Regions from separate parts of the Mus musculus genome. Here regions 2 and 3 are each linked to region 1. Evidence: chromatin contacts called from public promoter capture Hi-C data. All regions are on one chromosome and are shown on one strand. Each heading gives the region's core, a stretch centred on a gene start, on an enhancer-like site or on the middle of the called end of the contact. The rest is flanking DNA. Distances are from core to core; before and after follow the strand shown.

The links. Promoter capture Hi-C pulls out the DNA fragments that hold promoters and counts their contacts. Capture Hi-C pulls out chosen DNA fragments and counts their contacts.
Region 2: a contact with region 1 is called in a promoter capture Hi-C map of adipose tissue. The contact joins the promoter of Wtap here to the promoter of Igf2r in region 1. A contact is called at or near these places in 6 of 39 promoter capture datasets (cranial neural crest, erythroid cells, fetal liver and 3 more), 3 of 484 Hi-C or Micro-C datasets (CD4 T cells and embryonic stem cells), 3 of 115 datasets of contacts at active chromatin or transcription factors (the 230-238 cell line, effector CD8 T cells and embryonic limb bud) and 3 of 9 other capture datasets (adipose tissue, liver and pancreatic islet).
Region 3: a contact with region 1 is called in a promoter capture Hi-C map of liver, with 1.9 times the contacts expected there. The contact joins the promoter of Acat3 here to the promoter of Igf2r in region 1. A contact is called at or near these places in 4 of 39 promoter capture datasets (cranial neural crest, liver and stem cell-derived epiblast-like cells), 2 of 115 datasets of contacts at active chromatin or transcription factors (bone marrow-derived macrophages and memory CD8 T cells) and 3 of 9 other capture datasets (adipose tissue, liver and pancreatic islet).

What each region holds. Positions count from the first base shown.
Region 1 is chr17:12,768,203-12,771,297 of GRCm38.p6, reverse strand. It overlaps Igf2r (insulin-like growth factor 2 receptor), which reads left to right and starts at 1,592. Exons shown (of 48, transcript NM_010515.2): 1 at 1,592-1,898. The coding sequence starts at 1,765. The region is part of intron 1 of Airn (antisense Igf2r RNA); the gene reads right to left.
Region 2 is chr17:12,990,584-12,993,678 of GRCm38.p6, reverse strand. Wtap (Wilms tumour 1-associating protein) reads left to right here and starts at 1,420. Exons shown (of 8, transcript NM_001113533.1): 1 at 1,420-1,602.
Region 3 is chr17:12,938,905-12,941,999 of GRCm38.p6, reverse strand. Acat3 (acetyl-Coenzyme A acetyltransferase 3) reads left to right here and starts at 1,604. Exons shown (of 9, transcript NM_153151.3): 1 at 1,604-1,754; 2 at 1,992-2,126. The coding sequence starts at 1,700. It also overlaps the pseudogene Gm20591.

The DNA of each region.
Region 1 (3,095 bases), core at 343-2,842:
CTCGCTTACACAGTCCAGGATTCCCTGTCTAGGGGATGGTACTGCTCACAGTGGGCTGTACCCTTGTCGCTCAATTTTTGATCAAGAAAATGCTCCACAGACATGCCCATGGGGCCATCAACATGGAGACAACCTCAGACAGCTCTGGGCTGTGTCACATTGAGAGCTGAAGCTAACTAGGAGATGCCATCAGATCATGAATCAATGAATGGATTACTTCATTGATCAGGTCACAGTCTTCGTGATACAACCACCTCTCAATAATGCCATCACCTGGGGACACAAGACTTCACCAAAGGCTTGGTTTATGGGGTGCTCCATTTCCAAAGCCATCCAAAGAAAATGTATTTTGGGGATGATACTTTGAGTGGAAGTTTACATTCTGGTTCACAGCTAACTCTTCATTTAGCGGTTTTCTCACTGACAACACTTGCCTGCATTAGTTCTAACACTAGAGAGGACAAACATGAACTCCAGCTTCTATCAAGGGACTACTCCTGTACCCCTGACCCTCAAATGGTCCTTCTTCATCAGGAACAGGCCATCCTCTTCCATCCAGCAGGCAGCTCCTGGAGGGATGCACGTGGAGTGAAGGAATGGAATATCTGCCTAGCTAGTAAGATCAGTTGACCAATCCTGGTGTCACAGCCAGATTGTCTTCCTGCCCAGTGACCTCTTCTTGGTTTCTTGGTAATAACAGCGGACCTGGCCACATTCAGCCAGCCTGGCTGGCCAGCAAACATCGGAGATGCCCTCGTCTCTGCCTCCCCACCAAAGTTCCAGGGGTTGGGTGCTGGGGCTTGAGCTCAGACCCGCAGGCACATTACAGTCTGAGCCATTTCCTAAGGCTCATTTACTGTACTTTCACTAGGTTACCGCCTTATGTAATATGGATGCTGCATATTATCTTTACAGAATAATAAAACTTTGTAACAGAGGTGGTGGTACACGCTTCTAAACCTAGAACTCGGTAGGCTTAAGTAGAGGGATCTGAACTCCAGTATAGCCTGAGCTACATAGTAAGCAATCTCACGCTAAAAGTTTTTTTTTGTTTGTCATTTGCTTGTTACATTTTGGTTTCTCTGCACACTGCATATTAGTCCACCAGTCACCTAACTTGCTGTAGAAAGCCCTGCTTGGGAAGTCACATTTCCACAGAGCTGCTGTGAGGCTCTCCGGGGCATGAGTCGGAAACTCCCACGCGGGATTCTAGAAAGACTGACCTCTTAACCCTGCATCCACTTGCAACACTAAACATCAACCTGGGCTTTTCCACCTAACTCCATCTCGGCCACCGTACTGGTCTCGGTTGAAGAAGAGAGAGTTAGGAAGCGCTCAAGCGCAGACGCAACCTGGGTGCTGGACGGGGAAACTGAGGTCTGGCTCTGAGGCGTCACCCCTCGCCGCGCGTGAGCAACCCTGGGGTTGTCAGGCCTCGAGTAGGTACCTGGCGCTCGTGCCCGGCCCGCAACACTTCCTGTCCCGCGCGCGTGCGATGCTCATGTGACCCGGGACTGGGCGGAGAGCACCTGAACGAGGACGTCACGTGAGCAGGAGGCGGGGCGGGGGCGGGCCGACTCAGGTCACGTGACGCTCCGGGGACGGCCACGGAGCGCCTCCTCGTCGCACTCCCCCCTGGCTCCAGTTCTCTCTCCTCTTTCTCCCTCCAGCTCCCGTTGCAGCTTCGACTCCGCTGTGGTGGCGCGACCGTGTCCCAGGCGCGGCTCCAAACGGCCAGCCGCCGTGAGCCCCACGCCACACGCGATGCGGGCCGTTCAGCTGGGACCGGTGCCCTCCGGGCCGCGCGTCGCGCTCCTGCCGCCGCTCCTGCTGCTGCTGCTCCTGGCGGCCGCGGGCTCCGCGCAGGCCCAGGCCGTCGACTTGGACGCCCTGTGCAGGTGGGTGTCTTGCGTGGCGGGCGCGGAGCCCCGAGGACACGCAGACCTCCGCCCCGCCCCGCCCCCGCGGGAAAGTTGCCCGCGTGGTGGCCGCGGCGGCGCAGGAGGACGCGCCGCCGTGGCACTGGCCCCCGGAGCCCCCCGTGCCCGGCCACTTGTGGCTGTCATAAGTCGGGCGGCTTTGTGCGACTCCCGGGGCCCGGTGTGTCCGTCGGAAGTTGCAGGGGGCAGAGCTAAGGCTGGGCTTTTGTCCCGCTGCACGTTTCCATTGAAGTTCCAGCCGTGGGGCTTCGGAGGCGTCCCCTCTAGTGTGCAGTCTCCAGGGAGTGCGAACCCACGCGATGCTCTTGGAGTTGGGTAGTGGTGGTTTCAACTGCAGATTGACCCCTTCTGTGGCAACTCTCAGTTTTCCTTATTTAAAGTAGCCATTTGTCAGTGGTTGAAGCTTTTTCTTCTTTTGACAAGGGTTGAGAGGTGGTCATCTCTGTAGGCTTTCAAGACTTTACCCTTCACGTCTCTCAGTTAGCTTCCTGTGTGGTTGCTCACATGATGTCATTGTCTCCAGAGTAGATTATTCTAGTGGAGTCTTCTGCTCTGGGATCCAAGGTTGTATAATTTCCAGTCCTGTCGAAGTTTGTTGGTGTTGGACACAGACTTGTGGGCCTAGGGAACTTCCAATACCATTAGTTTGGAGACAGGCCTCCTCTGGGCTCTTTAGGGTGAAGGGAAACCAAATCTTTTCTTGTTTTAAAAACTTTGATAAGAAGGAAGCGGGAAGAGAATCTTGAAGCCAGCTTTACCCTTGACTTTCAAAAGTGACTCAGAATGAGACGGGGCTGAGCCAAACTTGATGTTTCTAATGGTAGTCCAGGCTCTTTAGTCCTTTGTATCAGAGAGTTTTGTTCTCTCACCTGGAGTTAATAATTTGTAGGACTTGTTAGTGTAAGAATGAGCTGACCAGAATTCTATTTCTCATTTTGGAGAGTATTTGGAGGGAGACACTGCTGCACTGCGGCTTATAGACCAATTAGCTGCCCAAAGATAGATTGCTGCCCCGGTAACTTCATGATATGGAGGAAGGGTGCCCCTTAAACAATAGTAGGCCCAGGGGGGAACATTTAGAACAGAAAATTTTGGATTTAGGGCTGCTGTGACCAAGAATTAACACAGCTGGTCTAGTGCTGTGGAAGTCACGGT
Region 2 (3,095 bases), core at 171-2,670, 220 kb before region 1:
CTTCAAAACCATAGCAACAATGTTATAACTACAAATCACTTAGTGAAACTGAGTGATTCTTAGGTATCTAGGACAGAGCCCTCTGTAGGCACAGAGCCAGAGCATGAAATTCAAACACTGCAGCTATATTCTTTCTTTTGTGTATCTTTCAGTTCCGCTATCAATTTTAATTTGAATTGATTCCTTTCAATTTGTTTTGGACTCTGGAGGGATTTTCTTGTTTTACCTATTCGTTTCATAAGTTTTGAAAACTCACAAGTCTTGCTGTTTCTACCTTTATCTCCTACAGCCATTACCCTCTTTTGAGTAACTATTAAGTTTCTGCAATATTCTTCCATTTTCTCGATATGTGCCTACATATATGTGTATATGTATTTCTACACCTTGCTTTATTCACTCAAGCCAGGACTCATTCCAAAGTAACACATAACTATTAATGTCTGCATCCTCACCAGGAAACAGGATTTCAATGTATATTTCCATTATAAACAAAGTTGATCCTCCTTCTATGGAATATTTTAAGGATCTGTGAACCATCTGTTCACGTCCTTCTCCATTTTCTTTAGTTTTCCAAGGACCCTGCGATGTAAACTACCTAGTGGTGGCATCTGGTCTCTACTGTAACTGTATCCTTATAAATGATCTCAGGCAGGGCACCTACGCTGGGGATTAACCGGGCTCATAAAACCGACTAAGCCTAAATATGACTGTCCCATCTGGGAAGTGCTGAAGAGACTGCCGAGCACCGCTGTTCTTGCTAGAGTACTCCAGAACCCTCACCCGGCTGCCTTCCCGGGGCTTCCAGTCTGCCCACACGCGCAGCCTCCTGGCTCCTCGACTCAAACCCAAAGACGCCCCGGGGCAAAGCCGGCGGCCCCAAGAACGGCGACGGCTTCTAAGTCCCCCTCCCCCGCCCCCAACTTAAAACGAGGGGCGCTTAAGCATGAAGCCGCTGTCTCCCCGTTCCGGCACGATGCGCGGAAGCATCCTGAGCTGTGAGACTGCCTGGAAGAGCCAATCACGCGCTTGTCGGCTCGGATTCCTCCGCCCAGGCCGCGCAGCAGCCGCAGGTGGCCCCGCCGAGCTTGTCCGGCAGCGGCCGTCGTCCCGAGATGCCTCGCGGGTGACCTCCGACCTCGCGGGCCCGCCCTTCTCTCCGGCCGCTTCCCTTCCCAGCCCCGCTGAGCTTGCAGAGCCCCGACGGGGCCGGTGCGGGCTTCCGCGGACTGTCTCCGTGCGGCGGCGGCGTAGTGCCGCTGCCTCTCCGCGCCCCGAGGTCCCGAGCGGGGCCGAGCCGGCCGCCCCTCGCCCCTTCTCTCCAGAGGCGCCCGGCGCGGTGACCGAGGAGGCGCCCGAGAGGCGCGTCTCGGGTGAGTGGGCCACGGGCGGGGTCTCCGCGGCGCGCTCGGGGCGGGGCGCAGTCCGGGCGGGGCGGGGCCGGCGGCAGGGCCGGCTTTCCTCCCTCAGCGCCATTTTGTGGCTGCGAGACCCGCAAATAAAGGTTCTCGCCAGCGCTGCGGCGGGAGGAGCGCGGGGGGGCCGGCGGCGGCGCGGCCTCGGCCTGTGTGACTGGCGGCGCCCGCGCAGCCTCGGGCTGGGAAGGTAGGTGCAGCCCGCAGCGGGAATGGCCACGAGGGCCTGTGGGGCCGGGGAGCGAGGCGCGGCCGCCCTAGACCCGGGGAAATGCACTCCGGGCCGGAAGGGCGACCGGGCCTGCGGCCGTGCAGGTTTCCCGTTAGGCAGAGCGGTTTGCTGCCCGTGGGGATCCTTGCACCGCTTCGCGGCCATTCTACTTCCGTCCCTGACGGCAGGGGACAGGGCGGGCGTTCCCGCGGCCGGGGAGGCGGGGAGGCCGGAGGCCGCCCTCTCGGGGCTGACTGGCCATGCCGGTCCTTTCCCCGCCTCTGTCGCCCCCTCCCACCTTCCAGGGTTCGTCACCGGGGACCCAGAGGTACCCACAGTTCTGTATGGCACAAGTGAAGCATTCTGTTTTGTTTTTTGGGTTTTTTTTTTGTTAAAAACAATTCCGTACCACGTAGTAGCTTGTCTTTGCAACCACGTTCACCTGTGGACTTCCATTTTTACATAAGTGCATGCATTGTGAGAGTAGTTCTTTTTTTTTTTTTTTTTTGACAGCTTAGTGGAATTTTTCGTGAACTTCTAGTCTAGTTTTGGATTTCTGTATGGCTGATTTGACCGTATTTAAAATTGTTTTGCATAAGACAGCGGGTGCACGGTAGAACAAGACCTAAGTTTTCCTCTCTGTGTACATGTTTTATGGGCGTGGGGGGCGGCTAGGCCTTGTGCATGCACGCTAGGCCAGCCTTCTGCCGTTCAGCAATTCCCCGAGCCCACAGTTCTTGGTTTGAGAATGAGGAAGTCAGTTAATTTGACCCCAAAGGACTAAGAATACACTGTAAGCTGGTTGTAAAGATCGGTGAGCCTGTTAAAGCTTCAAGGAGCATGTTATAATCCTCTACGTTTTATTTACGCCTTTTTCATCGTTTTCACGCTCTACCCTAGCCTTTTCATTTAGTTAATTTTATTGTTTGGAAAGATAGGTGGAAGTCACAGATCAGTTACTACAAATTCTACCTTTCTTTCCCTTTAGCTTATGTTTGAGCTTTGGGACTGGAGAGTTGGCTCAGCAGTTTCTCTTCCAGCACCGGAATGATGGCTCTTGACCATCCTTAACTCTTGTTCTGGAATTTTGACTTCCCACTTCTGACCTCAGTGGGTGGCATCAGGCGTGCACGTGATGCACATATATACGTGCAAAACATTCATAAAACATTTTTAAATGCGGTCTGGAGAGAGATGGTTCAGCGGTTAAGAGAACTGACTGCTCTTCCAAAGGCCTGAGTTCAAATCCCAGCAACCACATGGTAGCTCACAACCACCCATAAAGAGATCTGAAGCCCTCTTCTGGTGTATCTGAAGACAGCTACAGTGTACTTACCATATAATAAATTTAAAAATTTTTTAAATGCCTTTTTTTTAAACGCTTTTTTTTCTTTTAAACCAAGCATCATGTTTTCTTATAGGTAAACATGTAGACGATTTGAAACTATTGAAAACAGACATTTTTGAGGTGG
Region 3 (3,095 bases), core at 355-2,854, 170 kb before region 1:
GGGGAAATGGAATGGAAACCGCATGAAACTGCAGAAGCAAACCAGAATGGCTATCCTTTCAGAACACTGGGAGTCCGTCCGGCAGCCAGCCTGTGAGGGAGGGGGCAGGGGGTGGGGAGAATAGCCAGAGGGAGTCTGCAAAAGGAAGATGTACATGGAACATTACAAGATTAAATGAGACCAAGGGTGTTCCATCTTTAATTAGATAAGACATGTTCTGGCAGAAATACCTTCCTGCTCAGCATTTTTTTTCTCAGATAATAGTGTGTGCCCAAGGTTACATCTGCTTTCAAAAGTTACACTTGTAGTTTGCCTTGAGTTAGGCAACTATGTAATAACAGTGTAAGGCTAAAGCCAGGTGCTAAAGCCAGGTATGGGGGCACCCAGCTTTCACCCCAGCATTCAGGGAGTAAAAGCAGGTAGATCCCTAAATTCCAGGCCAACCTGACCTACATCGTGGCATAGGTCAGCTAAGGGCTACATTATAAAATCACGTCTGAGAGAGAGAGAGAGAGAGAGAGAGAGAGAGAGAGAGAGAGAGTTAAATTGTTGGGACCTGAGTTAGTTCCCAGCCCCCACATAGTGACTCAGAATCATCCTAACTCCATTCCAGGGAATCCAATGCCTTTTTCTGACCTACCTGGGGAACTAGGAACATAAACGGTGCACATACATGTATGCAGGCAAACAAAAACTCAAAACACTGATATACATAAAATAAATCTAGTAAGATTTTTTCCTTTGGAAAAATATATATACATGTATTTATGCACATATATATGTATGCGCTTGTGTGCGTGCATGGGTGCGTGTGTTTGTGTGTGTGGCCAAGCTCTGAAGTGAAGCACACTGGCCCTTCCTGTCTGAAAGCCCAGCCTCACCCCAGCCTGTAGGATTTAGAGTAGTTGCGTGGCCTCTGCAGAAATAACTTCTGCTTGCACACATTCTGTGGATTATTTGGACCGCTTGTGGGAGGACCGATTTCTAGCAAGGTAGAGGTAATTAGAAAGTCCAGACAAATTCTGACTTTGGCTGCAGGTGTTTTAAACAGCCGTGATCTGTGGCCCTAAGGGACCTTTAATGAATAAGATCTTCAGATCACCTTCCATCCTCGGCCCCTGGGGTTCTCCTCTAGCCAAGAACACGACTTTTAGCAACCAAGTGAACTAGGGTTTACAGCGCCCAGGCACACTTGGAGAAATCTCAAAGTTCCTGCGAATTGACCGACACTGTATCCTGTTCCTTCTGGCGTGTTCGGGAATTATAGCCAGGGCATTCCAGTCCCGGCTGAATCATCAGAGGTAGACTTTTAGTCACCCTCATTGTTTCGAAAATACACAAAAACAGACAGAAAAGGGATACAGAGAAAGATTCCGGGATTGTGTTGCAAGCGTTCAAAGTCCACAGCTTGAGACTTCCCCCAACGCTGATCGCTCTCACTCTAACACCCGGAACCCCCAGGTCTCTATCTATGTCACACTCTAAGACCCCTAGACCTTGCACACCCTGTTCTTCACCATCCCTGAGCTGAGGAGGAGTGGGGATCAGGGGAGCTGCTGAGCAGGGGCGGGGCGGGGAGGGCGGGGCGGGGCGGGGCGGGGCGGAGCCGTTGAGGCTCCATCTCCAACTCAGCCAGAATTTAGCAAAGTTTGCTTCAGCTGCAGCCAGGGCTGTGCAGACGCCAGGGGAGAGCAACAGGATGAACACAAGATCCGACCCAGTGGTCATCGTCTCGGCGGCCCGTACCGCCATAGGTCAGTGTTGCGGAGGCTTCCCACCTGCTACCCTACAGGTGCACAGAGAACCCTGCCAACTGCCTGCTTGCATGCCTGATGGTTCATCTGTCACCCTGTGGTGGCAGATACTAGTGGTCTGAATTTGGGCAGCCCTGGGCTTGGCAAAGCACTGATTTAAAGTCCCCACCCTCCCCCTCGGTGGTCCTCAGTGTGCTCTTGGTTCAGATTCCTTCCCTCTTCCCCATTCCATTGTAGGCTCCTTCAATGGTGCCCTGTCCACCGTGCCTGTCCACGAAATGGGGACAACTGTCATCAAAGAAGTCCTGCAGAGGGCCAAGGTGGCTCCAGAAGAGGTGTCCGAGGTCATATTTGGACATGTCTTGACGGCAGGTAACTCCTCAGTAGCCCAGGACAGATCTGGTTCACTAGAAACAGCATTTATTTATATGTGTGTGTGTGCGCGCACACACACCACCACCACCATACATTGCTTTGCTTGGAGTTCTCTCTGCTAGGATTCTTTCTGTCCCTCCTCCTTCCTCTGGCTGAAGTCACAGCTCCTTTACAAGCCTTTTCGGTGAGTGATCTTAGACCACGGGACTGTATCGCCTTTGCATTGTTAGAAGCACAGCAAAGTATTCACAGTCCTCCACATACCCCTAACATGTCACACAGTCAATAAAAGTGTGTGGGCCTGGCACTGTGCCACAGCTGCGAGTGGGGCTGCAGCAGAGCAGCTCTACCCTGGTCCACTTTGTCAGGAGATCAGCTGTCCCTCACTCCAGGGGACTGTCCGGAGAAAGGCAGGAGAGTCTAAGAATGCTTCATCATAGCTCTGATTCCTGCTGGGCTTGGAGATCAGTGACTACTGATGTTGATGATTGGTTTGGGGCCTGGGTGTATAGATCAGTGGTGAAGTGTGTGGTGAGCATGCATGTGGTCATGAGTTCCCACTCCTGCCCTGCCCTGTGCTCCCTCAGCACACATTTGAATCAACTGTAGAGAAAATTGTTAATATTCAATACCAAGTTCTGCTCTTACTCTGTCTGAGACCATTTGTATGTGTGCCAGTTGAATATTCTGTATTTTTTTAATGGGTGTTTTGTCTGCATATATGTCTATATACCACTTGCCTGCCTGGTGCTAGCAGAAGCTAGAAGAAGGCATTGTCTTCCCTGGTCCTGGAGTTATAGATGTTTGTGGTTGTGAGCTGCCGTGTGGGTGATGGGAATCACCACCCCCAGCCCCCCAGAGAAGCCAGTGTTCCTAACCACTGAGCCATCTCTTCAAACCCCTGAACATTTGGAAAGTTTTTTTCTTTTTTCTTTTTTCAAGACAGTTTCTCTGTGTAGCCCTGAC